Regions from separate parts of the Oryctolagus cuniculus genome. Here region 1 is linked to region 2. A link is a contact called in public Hi-C data. All regions are on one chromosome and are shown on one strand. The core of a region is the stretch at or near the end of the contact, and the rest is flanking DNA. Distances in the headings are between cores, read along the strand shown. Region 1 overlaps ITIH5 (inter-alpha-trypsin inhibitor heavy chain 5). Region 2 holds the start of LOC100342906 (prothymosin alpha).

Region 1 (5,239 bases), core at 887-3,386, 100 kb before region 2:
AAGGATATTCAAAAGTTAATAGAAAATATACTTATGAAAAAATTGCATGGATATCATAATTTTTTACACCAAAATATACTTATCTTCTAATCCTATTGCCCACCAGTCATTTAGAGTACCTTCATGTCCACACCATTTTAGTGGTAGCACGATATTTTGCTGCATACACATGCCTAACTTTAATATTTCTGAATGCTTCAGCAGCGCTGCCATGAAGCTCATCATTCACATATTTGTGTTCACCATCTCCTTAAGGTGAATTCCCTTACATGGGATTGGAGTGACAAAGGGCTTGTACTTTTGGAAGGACAATGTGTTCTGTTGCTGCCAGAGTTAGATTTTCAACCTCCTTCCACTGCCCTCAGCATAAAGTTTAAGCTCTCTTTTTAGACACAAACTCCCCCGTAACATTAATAGTCCCCATCTATTGTTCCAGCTTTTATTCTCTGCTATTTCCACTCCCACTACAGACTCTGAAGTCTGGTTTCCCCACTGTGCCTTGACACATCATGCTTTTTCCTGATCCCCTGCCTTTGCACAAACTGCTCTGCCCTCTTTCCCCTCTTCTCCAGCTACTCAACGATGGTTTTGTCCTTCAGGACCTGTCTGACATATGCCCTCCTTGGTGAAGCCATCCCTAACTCGGCCATGAAGACAGGTACCAGCTCCATCCTCTGCCCTCCGCACCGGATGCACACATCCACTGTGGCACTTCCGTGTTGTCTTCGCCTTGCCACTTCACGTGTTTTCCCATCTCAGGAGTTCTGCTTCTGCTGTTTCATGTCCCTGAAATACTCCTTCACAACCTACACGGAAGCTGCTTCCCTCTCACCCTTGAGATCCGAGTCCACCTTTATATTCCAAGGGAGCCCATCCTTGTCTCCCCACCCCTCTGGGTTCTTTCTCTATGTCATGGGTCCCCTGTTCTTTGAATCAAAATATTGATTAAAAATACACTTCTCTGTGCATTCACTCATCTGTCCATCTCACGTCTATGCTTCTGAGCTCAGGGATTTTTTTTTTCTGTTTTGTCAGTCATTCCATATATAATACCCAGCAGTGCATGGCCTGGAAGAAATGCTGGATAAATGTCTCCTGAATAAGTGAGTGGAAAATAAATTGCCCATCTGTCCCACCAGCTAGGATGCTCCTCAAAACAGCTGTCCTCTGGATGGCCCAAGTCCTTGGGCCCTGCGCCCGCATGGGAGACCAGGAGGAAGCACCTGGCTCCTGGCTTTGGATTGGCATAACTCCGGCCGCAGCAGCCATTTGGGGGGTGAACCAACGGCAAAAGGAAGACCTTTCTCCCTGTCTCTCTCTCTCTCACTGTCCACTCTGCCTGTCAAAACAAACAAACAAAAAAACCAGCTGTCCTCTGGCTTCTCGCAATTTCCTGAAACAGAAATAAAGATAGAGAAGAGAAACAGAGAGAGAGAGTACAAAGACTCCAAGAGAGACAGAGAAAGGGGGTAGGGGTCTGTTGGTGCAGGCAAGGAACATGAGGACAACACAGCTGGGTCCTTAGACCCTGAGATACTTCCCCCAGACGGAGAGCATGCAGGAAGTTCATAGTGACAGCAGTGATCCACCAATAACTCAGCTCAGTGCACTCAGCAGATGCCGGTTGGGAGCTCCAGTGTGGCCCCAGGCAGCCTCAGCCAGGGATCCAGCAGCACTGGGCTCCTGGCTCTTCCTTCCACTTAGAGCCAACAAGCTCCTGCGAGAGCATTGTCCTGCGAGAGCATCAGGTGCACTCAGTCTCACCCCTTGGCAAAATGTGCAGATTCCAGGAGGTCTCAGGACGCGGTGGACAGGGGCACGCAGCAGAAGCTGGCTGTGAGGCAGCACTTCCTGGAACCCTGCTCTGAGGCTCTGCTGGGACCCAGAGCTGGCTGGGCTGCCCGGGGTGGGGCTGAGGAAGGGGGCCTTTGTCAGAGACTGCTTTGTAGTCAGCAGCTGGCCTCTTTAGGGAGCCTTAAATAGCGTGCAACAGACCTGGAGAAGAACCAGCCAGGCTCCTCTGCTGGTGTTTCCCCCGTCGTGATGGACATTCAGCTTTGGGAATGGTTGTTCAAGCCTCTACCCCTCCTCCCCTCGGCTCAGCGACTCCAGGTTCCTTATGACCTTGTAAGGCCTCCACTGTGACTTATCCTCGTGTGCACTGAGGGAAGGCAGGCTCTCACTTGCTCCATTTCCCATTGCATTAGAGCCATTTGGATGGCCTCCTACCCCTGATCCCAGAGGGACCCAGGCAGAAGTTGCTGCTGCTGTCGCTGTCTCCACCCTCTATTAACTCCTTTTTTAAATTTTTAATTTTAGTTCGTTTTTATCAGATTCAATGTTATCTGTAGATACAATTCTAAGAACATAATGATATTCCCTCCCTCCCCGCTTCCCCCACTTTCCCTCCTTCCCTCCCTCCCTCCCTCCTTCTCCTTGTTAACTCTTGACTTGCTCTTCCCTGCCCCTCCACGGACTGCTCAGCCCCAGAGCTCTGCCTTCTGTCCAGGGCTTCAGAGGAATGTGGAAGGCGAGTGTCCACGCACCAGAGTGGAGGAGAGGGAGCTCCTGCTGATCTTCCTGCACACTGTGTTTATGTGCCAAGATTAACAGAAACTACTCAGACGTTGTCCTAGAGTACAGTCCAGAGGATGGAGTAAGCACATTCCAGAAAGATCAGAGGAAGTGCAGAGAGGCAGTGGATGTGTAACCCAACTACTCTGAAGACCTGAACTGCCCTGAAGCAGAGGGGCATCATGGGAGAGGTTGCATTAGACCCCCTTTAACGCGTTGCCCCCAAACCTGAGATCACAGAATCACAACCAACAAGAGCCTTAGACATTTCCAGTACAGGCAGGTGGGCCACTTACCCTCAATGCCCTTTCCCAATTAAGCTTGAGCATACCCCAGGAAGCCATACACCTGGGACTTTTTCCCCTATCCCCAAGGCTCCCTCTAGTGGCCTTACATACTAGAAACAAGGAATCCCACACACACTACTTAGACAAAGCAATGATGCCCCCAAATTGTTTTTTTGTTTTTTGTTTGTTTGTTTTTGCATAGGTGATCATAGAAGACTAAAAATGTTTTCATTGGCCATAGACACATAAAATTAATGATGTGTTATTTTGTATGCAAAATTAAGTATTGCACTGAGTTTCAGTGGAGATGGACACACTTGTGGGCATAGGTCTGATCAGTGAGAGGGACTAAATTTTGATATCAGAAAATTACATTTGTTCTTGAGGACCATAGGAACAGTTCCAACAAATCATCATCCTCTCTTGTCTTTTTGTTCCTAGACAGAGGAGTTAATAAGTCTCCGGCACAGTAGGCAATTGTGAAGAGGCAGGAAGATCAAACCACGTGCCTATGGAAACAAAAATTAGTCTGGCATGAGGGGCCTTGCTGAGAAGGAAAACAGGATTCTTAAAGAGATCTACAAGCCAGAAGAAGCACAGTGTGTTTCCCCTCTGGACTGTGTGCCCAGTCCTGGGGGCACTCACCCATGGCCGATGGGAATCTATCTACTCTCTACTGATACAATCTGCAAACAGTGCTCCTTATATGTAGTCATAAGACAGCTTTAAAAAATTCCAGATTGTGTTTGGAAGGAGAGAGAAAAGGTACACCAACACAAGGATACATGAGAAGGGTGTATTTCTTATTATTTGGGTACTGAAGAAGTACCTTGGCCCCGGAGCAGATCTTGGACAAGGTTCCTTCTAATCCCAGCTATTTAGAATCTCAAAAGATAGGGATTGTTCTCTGCTTAAAACTAGCTTATGGTGATGAATTCCTCTTCTTATATGTACTTTCCTTGGATTAAGTGGAGAAAAGAAGTATTTCTTTTAAAAACAGTGTCTTGGAAGTTCATTCCAGCTCTGCCTTAGGTTTACTATTAAGTCAGTCTTTTAATCTCTCTTCATTTAAATTCTTCCAGGCACAAAGCGGGACACAAATAAATTAAATTCTCTCCTGCAGATTCTTCATCCATGCCACATTGTTAGCAGTAGTCTTTCTTGTTCTAGTGGGTCATCAGGAAGGGAAATTATAGAGTCTTGTCTAATGGTGCCTTTAGACAGAAGAGCTGAGCTCCAGATACGCAGTCACCATCCCATTCTTCACTCCCAGGGAAGGGAGTGTCCTGCATTAAGCAGTATCAGGAATAAGGGATAGAATCGTTCCTTCCCTTCCTCTCTGTCTTCCCTATGACACTGTGCCAAAGCAACTAGGTGAAGGCTCATGGCATGCAGGCTCATGGCACAGCTGTCAAAGGAGTCAGTGTTCACTGTCAATCACCATGTCATGAGTGATGAGTAAATATTTCCTGAGTAGAAAAGCATTACTAGCAAGACCCTCAGAGAGAGAAGTCAGTGGAGCCCCTGAAAAACCCAGCTGTCCCGAGTCTTTCCTTCCACTTCTTCAGGCTACTCATGGATGCAGCTTTTCTCAAATACCTCTGTGTCTGTGTCAAACCACACTCAACAGGAACTCACTCTGACACAAAAGACTTTTGTACCACAAACCCTATGTTGCTGGGCACAGGCAAGGGAAGCCCATGATGTCATAGATGAACCCAAGTTCAAGGGAATTAGTTATTAGTCATCCCATGTTTCTAACACAATGATGGAGCTGTTCTAGGGAGTCCCATCGCTTGCTTCATTCTAAAATGTTTACTGAAGAGTTGACATTTTCTCTTTCATGGGTCCACACAATCCTTTTGAATGAACCCAAAAGAAAGATCTTCTAGGATGAACAGTTTGAAATAATACAACAAAGGAATCAAAGGCCTTCTAAAAGTCTGATTTGGTAGATTGAAGCGAATCACGAAGAACAAATACACATCATGAAAACAACCCCAAGTTTTGGAGAGACAATATTGGAAAATGGAATATTCCCAGGAAACCTGAGGCTACATGTCAGCCTTCACCCTTTCAAAGGTGAGCAGAAACAATGGACAACAGAGGGAAGAGACAAAAATGAATCTGTGTTGTCCTCTTGATGGCCTCAGAGGGGAGAAAATGGTCATGCCACTGAAGGGACAGACTGTGACCCCATCAAAGTTTGCAACAAGAGATTCTCAGTACAGCTTTAAACTACTTGCAATCAGTAGAATGCAAATGTCTGCCTCCCCAGAATCAGCTGCATCACTTCTCCGTACAGCCCACTGTCACTCACACACAGCATTCTCCCAAGTCACCCTGGAGTCCTGATCACAGCTGAGACTTTCCACCAG
Region 2 (4,797 bases), core at 76-2,575:
TCCATTCAGGTCTCCCACATGAGTGGCAAGGGCCCCAAGCACCTCAGCCATCATCTGCTGCCTTCCATAATGCATTGCATTAGCAGGAAGCTAGATTGGAAACAGAGCAGCCAGGACTTGAACCAGAGCTCTGATACGGAACACACACATTCCAAGAAGCAGCCTAACCCACTATGCTGCAATGCCAGCCCCTGGTTTTTCTCCTCTTGAATAGACTTTTGACACTAGTACCAGAATTATCTTTTTTGTTGTTGTTGTTAGAACAACTCAGCAAAATAAAATTCCAGTTTATTGTTGGACAACATTGTTTCACACATACATCAAACAGGCCAAAAAAAATAAACAGCAACTTCATAGACAAAAAAAAAGGAAAAAAAGAAACCTTTTATCTTTGGCCTTTTTAACCATCTCATACAAACCAACTACTTATAGTACAGCTAAGTACATACACAAAAAAAGTTACTGGAATGCTCGGAATAAGATTTTTTTTTGTTGTCGTTTTTGCTTTTTTTACAAGGTTTTTTTTCTCCTTTGAGATTAGAATGAACATGGTCACACCACAAGTAAAGTCAGAAGTAGGACAGAGGACGCTCGAAGGCTGGTCTGGTCATCCGAGATCATTAAAAATGGCTGACCCCTAACAATATGTACAAAAATATAAAATGTAAATAAAAAATACAAACAAATTTTCCTTTTTAAAGTACTTTTAAGAAAGAAAGCAGGGCCTGGAGTTTGGTGCTGTCCCTCCCCTGTTGCGAATTCACTGGGTTTGTGGGCGTGAGCGCTGCGTCCGCAGGGGCGCGGGCGGCCTCTACTCGGAGGTGACCACGTTGGGGGAGACGGGAGTGAGGGTGGAAGGTCACGGGGCCTCGGGTTCACGGGTGCCTTCTGCCTTGCGGTCTAGTCATCCTCGTCGGTCTTCTGCTTCTTGGTGTCCACGTCGTCCTCCTCGTCATCCTCAGCTGCCCGCTTGCCTGTAGCCGCCTCGGCCTCCTCGTCTTCGTCTCCGTCCTCTTCCTCACCATCGCCCTCTTCCTCCTCCTCTTCCTCCTCGCCACCTTCCTCCTCTTCCTCGTCTACCTCGTTGTCCGCCTCCTGCTCCCCGTTCTCCTCATTGGCGTTGCCGTTGGCGGGGGCGTCTCTCCCATTCTCCGCCTCCTCCACCACTTCCTTCTTCTCCTTCAAGTCCTTGGTGGTGATCTCGGAGCTGGTGTCCACGGCCGCGTCGGACATGGTGGGGCACGCCGGGGATCCGAGGCAGCGGACTCGAGAGAAAGCGGGCGTTCGGGGGCTCTGGCGACAAAGCTGCTGGAGTCCGCTGCAGCGAGCGGGGAGCCGGGCCCCGGAACAATGCAAAGATGGCTTTTCAGAGCAGCCAGTGGGGGCCAGAATTATCTTTTTACTTGTAAAAACAAAGCTAATGCAGTTTGAAGTAGGTATCAGGTACTGTTACAAAGATATTGTTAGTTGTGTAAGCTGTGATAAAGCTTCATGGTCACACTAAGCGATGTTCTTCATAGTATCTGCGCATCAACACATCCTGCAGTGATGGCGAGTATAGTGACTTGATATCTGTGATGTGTTTGAAACTACTCCAGGAACAAAAAAGTTGGCCAAGTTGTCAGTACCTGGGCTGGCGTTGTGGTATAGCAGGTGAAAGCCTCTGCCCGAGACCCCCAGCATCCCACAGGGGCACCAGTTCCCAGCAGCTCCACTTCCAATCTGGCTCCCTGCTAACGTGCCTGGGAAAGCAGTGGCGGATGGCCCAAGTCCTTGGGCCTCTGCACCCATGTGGGAGACCAGGAAGACACTCTGGGCTCCTGGCTTCAACCCAGCCCAGCCCCAGCCATTGTGGCCATTTGGGGAGTGAACTAGTGGATGGAAGACCTCTCTCTCTCTCTCAGTGTGTGTGTGTGTGTGTGTGTGTCTCCTTCTCTGTAACTCTGCCTTTCAAATAAATAAATAGCTGTTTTTAAAAAATTGTTGGTGATTATTAAAGTGGTTATCCTGGAAACTCCATGCTAATCTTTTTTTCTCTTACTTGTGTTTTGAATTTTCCTATAATAATTTTTTTAAAACTCTGATCCTATCAGATGATATGCTCAGTAACGTGGAGCAGAATACCCAATAGACAGTGTCAACTTCATTCTGATATTTATTTTTTAAAGATTTATTTATTTATTTGAAAGGCAGAATTATATAGGGAGGCAGAGGCAGACAGAGAGAGGTCTTCCATTTGCTGGTTCACTCCCTAATTGGCTGCAAAAGCCAGGAGCCAGAAGCTTCTTCCAAGTCTCCCACGTCGGTGCAGGAGCCCAAGCACTTGGGCCATCTTCCACTGCTTCCCCAAGCCATAACAGAGAGCTGGATCAGAAGGGGAGCAGCCAGGACTCGAACTAGCACCCATGTGGAATGCTGGCACTACAGGCAGCAGCTTTACCCACTATGCTACACCACCAGCCACTGATATCTATTTTATAAGGTTTATTTTATTTGTTTATTTGAAAGAGTTACAGAGAGAGTGAAAGAGAGGGATTGTCCATCTACAGGTTCACTCCCCAGAAAAAAACAGGAGCCTGGAATGCCATTTGGATCTCCCATCTGGGGGCAAGGGTCCAGATACTTCAGCCGGGACTCTAACCAGCACTGAAATAGGATATCAGTGTCTCAGACGGTGGCTGACCTTGCTGCCCTACAGCACTGGCCCCTGTGATATTTATATTTCAGGTAACAAAAATTCCAGACATAGCGGTTGCTGCCATTGATCCAATTCTCCCACCTACTACTCACATTATTTTTCTCTTGCTGACTTGTATGAATCTTTCATGCTCTTCCTTGCCACAGGAAGAAGGTTGCTTTAGCTGCAGGTGTTATGCCATGTGAGAGACAGGAAAGGGAGCGAGAGAATCTCCAGTTGTCTCTGCCTTTGTTTCCAGACAGCAAAAACTCTCTGAAGCCACTCAGCAGACTTCTCACAAGACCACCGCCACCCGCGAAGGGTAGGGAGAGTTGAACCTATGGCAAAGCAGACATGGGGCCAGCGCTGTGGCGTAGCAGGTAAAGTGGCCGCCTGCAGTGCTCGCATCCCATATGGGCACCAGTTCGAATCTCAGCTGCTCCACTTCCAAACCAGCTCTCTGCTGTGGCCTGGGAAAGCAATAGAAGATGGCCCAAGTGCTTGGCCCCTGCACCTGTATGGGAGACCTGGAAGAAGCTCCTGGCTCCTGGCTCCTGGCTTCAGATTGGCACAGTTCCGGCTGTTGCGGTCAACTGGGGAGTGAACCAGAGGATGGAAGACCTCTCTCTCTCTCTCTCTCTCTCTCTGCCTCTCCTTCTCTCTGTGTGTAACTCTAACTTTTAAATACATAAATAAATAAATCTTTTTTAAAAATTACCATGACAGGTATTGGCCATGCATGACTCATTACCTAGAAGTGGACACACTGCTTCCTTGAATGAAGCTGGCGCAATGGCTGTTGAGGAACTGTTTCTGCCACACCCCGTTTTGCCTGTGGAATACGCCAGTAGGACTTTCATGGGTCTGCACACTGTCTAGGCCCACACTCTCTCTCCAATCATATTTTGCCATCATCTCCATACTGCATTCATTCTGGCACCCGTAGACCCCACCAGCATGCCCACGTAGCCCTGCTCAGGGTCTTTTGTTTATGCTGTTCCTACCGCAGAGAATTCTTCCTCCACTCCCACTCGTTGAGCCCTTCCTATCTGGGGGAGCTCTGTTCATGTGCTCCTTCCTCCTTTCCAGAGTACCACAGTCATTAGCATCACCTGCTGTGCTTCTTCATGGTTTAATTGTGTGATCCTACACCCTCCACGGAACTCCTAGGTTCCATAAGGCAGGAGTCACACCTTACCCATTGTCATCACCCTCTAAGTTGCCCACAGGGACCAACACAGTACCCAGCACACAATAGGTCCTTGAAACATTTTTGTGCAACTGACCCCTATGGTGAGTTCATTAGCGATGTGAAGGATCCTATCATAGTGATAATGACTACTAGTACTTGTATAGCAACAATTATGTTCCATGCAATGTTTGAAATGCTTGGCCAAGAGTGAGTTTTCAGAATAACTCTGTGAGGGGGATATCATCATTCCTACTTAACGTACAGATAAGGGAACCAAGGCACAGCAGTTGAGTAACTTGCCCAAAGTCACAGCCAAGAGAGGATAAAACTCAAGGGACAACTCAGGCAGGCAGACCCGAAAACCATGCTGTTAACCACTCTTCTCTGCTGCTTCAGGGGCAGTATAAAATCTAATAATGCATCTTGCTCATGGAAGTAGTCAACAGTATTGATTGGGAGCCGGCGCTGTGGCGCAGCGGGTTAATGCCTTGGCCTGAAGCACCGGCATCCCATATGGCCACCAGTTCAAGACCCAGCTGTTTGCCAATGCCGCAGCTCAATAGGCGAACCCTCCACCTGCGGCACTGGCACCCCGGGTTCTAGTCCCAGTTGGGGCGAAGGATTCTGTCCCGGTCGCTCCACTTCCAGTCCAGCTCTCTGCTGTGGCCTGGGAGTGCAGTGGAGGTTGGCTCAGGTCCTTGGGCCCTGTACCCACATGGGAGACCAGGAGAAGCACCTGGCTCCTGGCTTAAGATCAGTGCGGTGCGCCGGCCGCAGCAGCCATTGAGGGGTGAACCAACGGCAAAGGAAGACCTTTCTCTCTCTCTCTTTCTCACTGTCCACTCTGCCTGTCAAAAAAAAAAAAAAAAAAAGAAAAAAGAAAAAAAAAGAAAGAAAGAAAGAGAAAAAAGACCTGGCTGCTCCACTT

The links. A called contact is a pair of places that touch in the nucleus more often than the background predicts.
Region 1: a Hi-C map of an unstated tissue shows a contact between it and region 2, with 4 times the contacts expected there. The contact joins the enhancer-like site here to the promoter of LOC100342906 in region 2. A contact is called at or near these places in 2 of 6 Hi-C or Micro-C datasets (skin fibroblasts and an unstated tissue).

What each region holds. Positions count from the first base shown.
Region 1 is chr13:75,729,453-75,734,691 of mOryCun1.1, reverse strand. The region is part of intron 8 of ITIH5 (inter-alpha-trypsin inhibitor heavy chain 5); the gene reads right to left. Among named protein-coding and RNA genes, the nearest start is that of ITIH5, 82 kb to the right of the region's middle. Within about 2 kb of position 2,136, at least 3 of the 8 cell types and tissues checked have an H3K27ac peak or open chromatin away from gene starts, as enhancers often do.
Region 2 is chr13:75,628,024-75,632,820 of mOryCun1.1, reverse strand. It overlaps LOC100342906 (prothymosin alpha), which reads right to left and starts at 1,325. Exons shown (of 1, transcript XM_002717620.5): 1 at 366-1,325. The coding sequence starts at 1,233. The coding sequence ends at 901.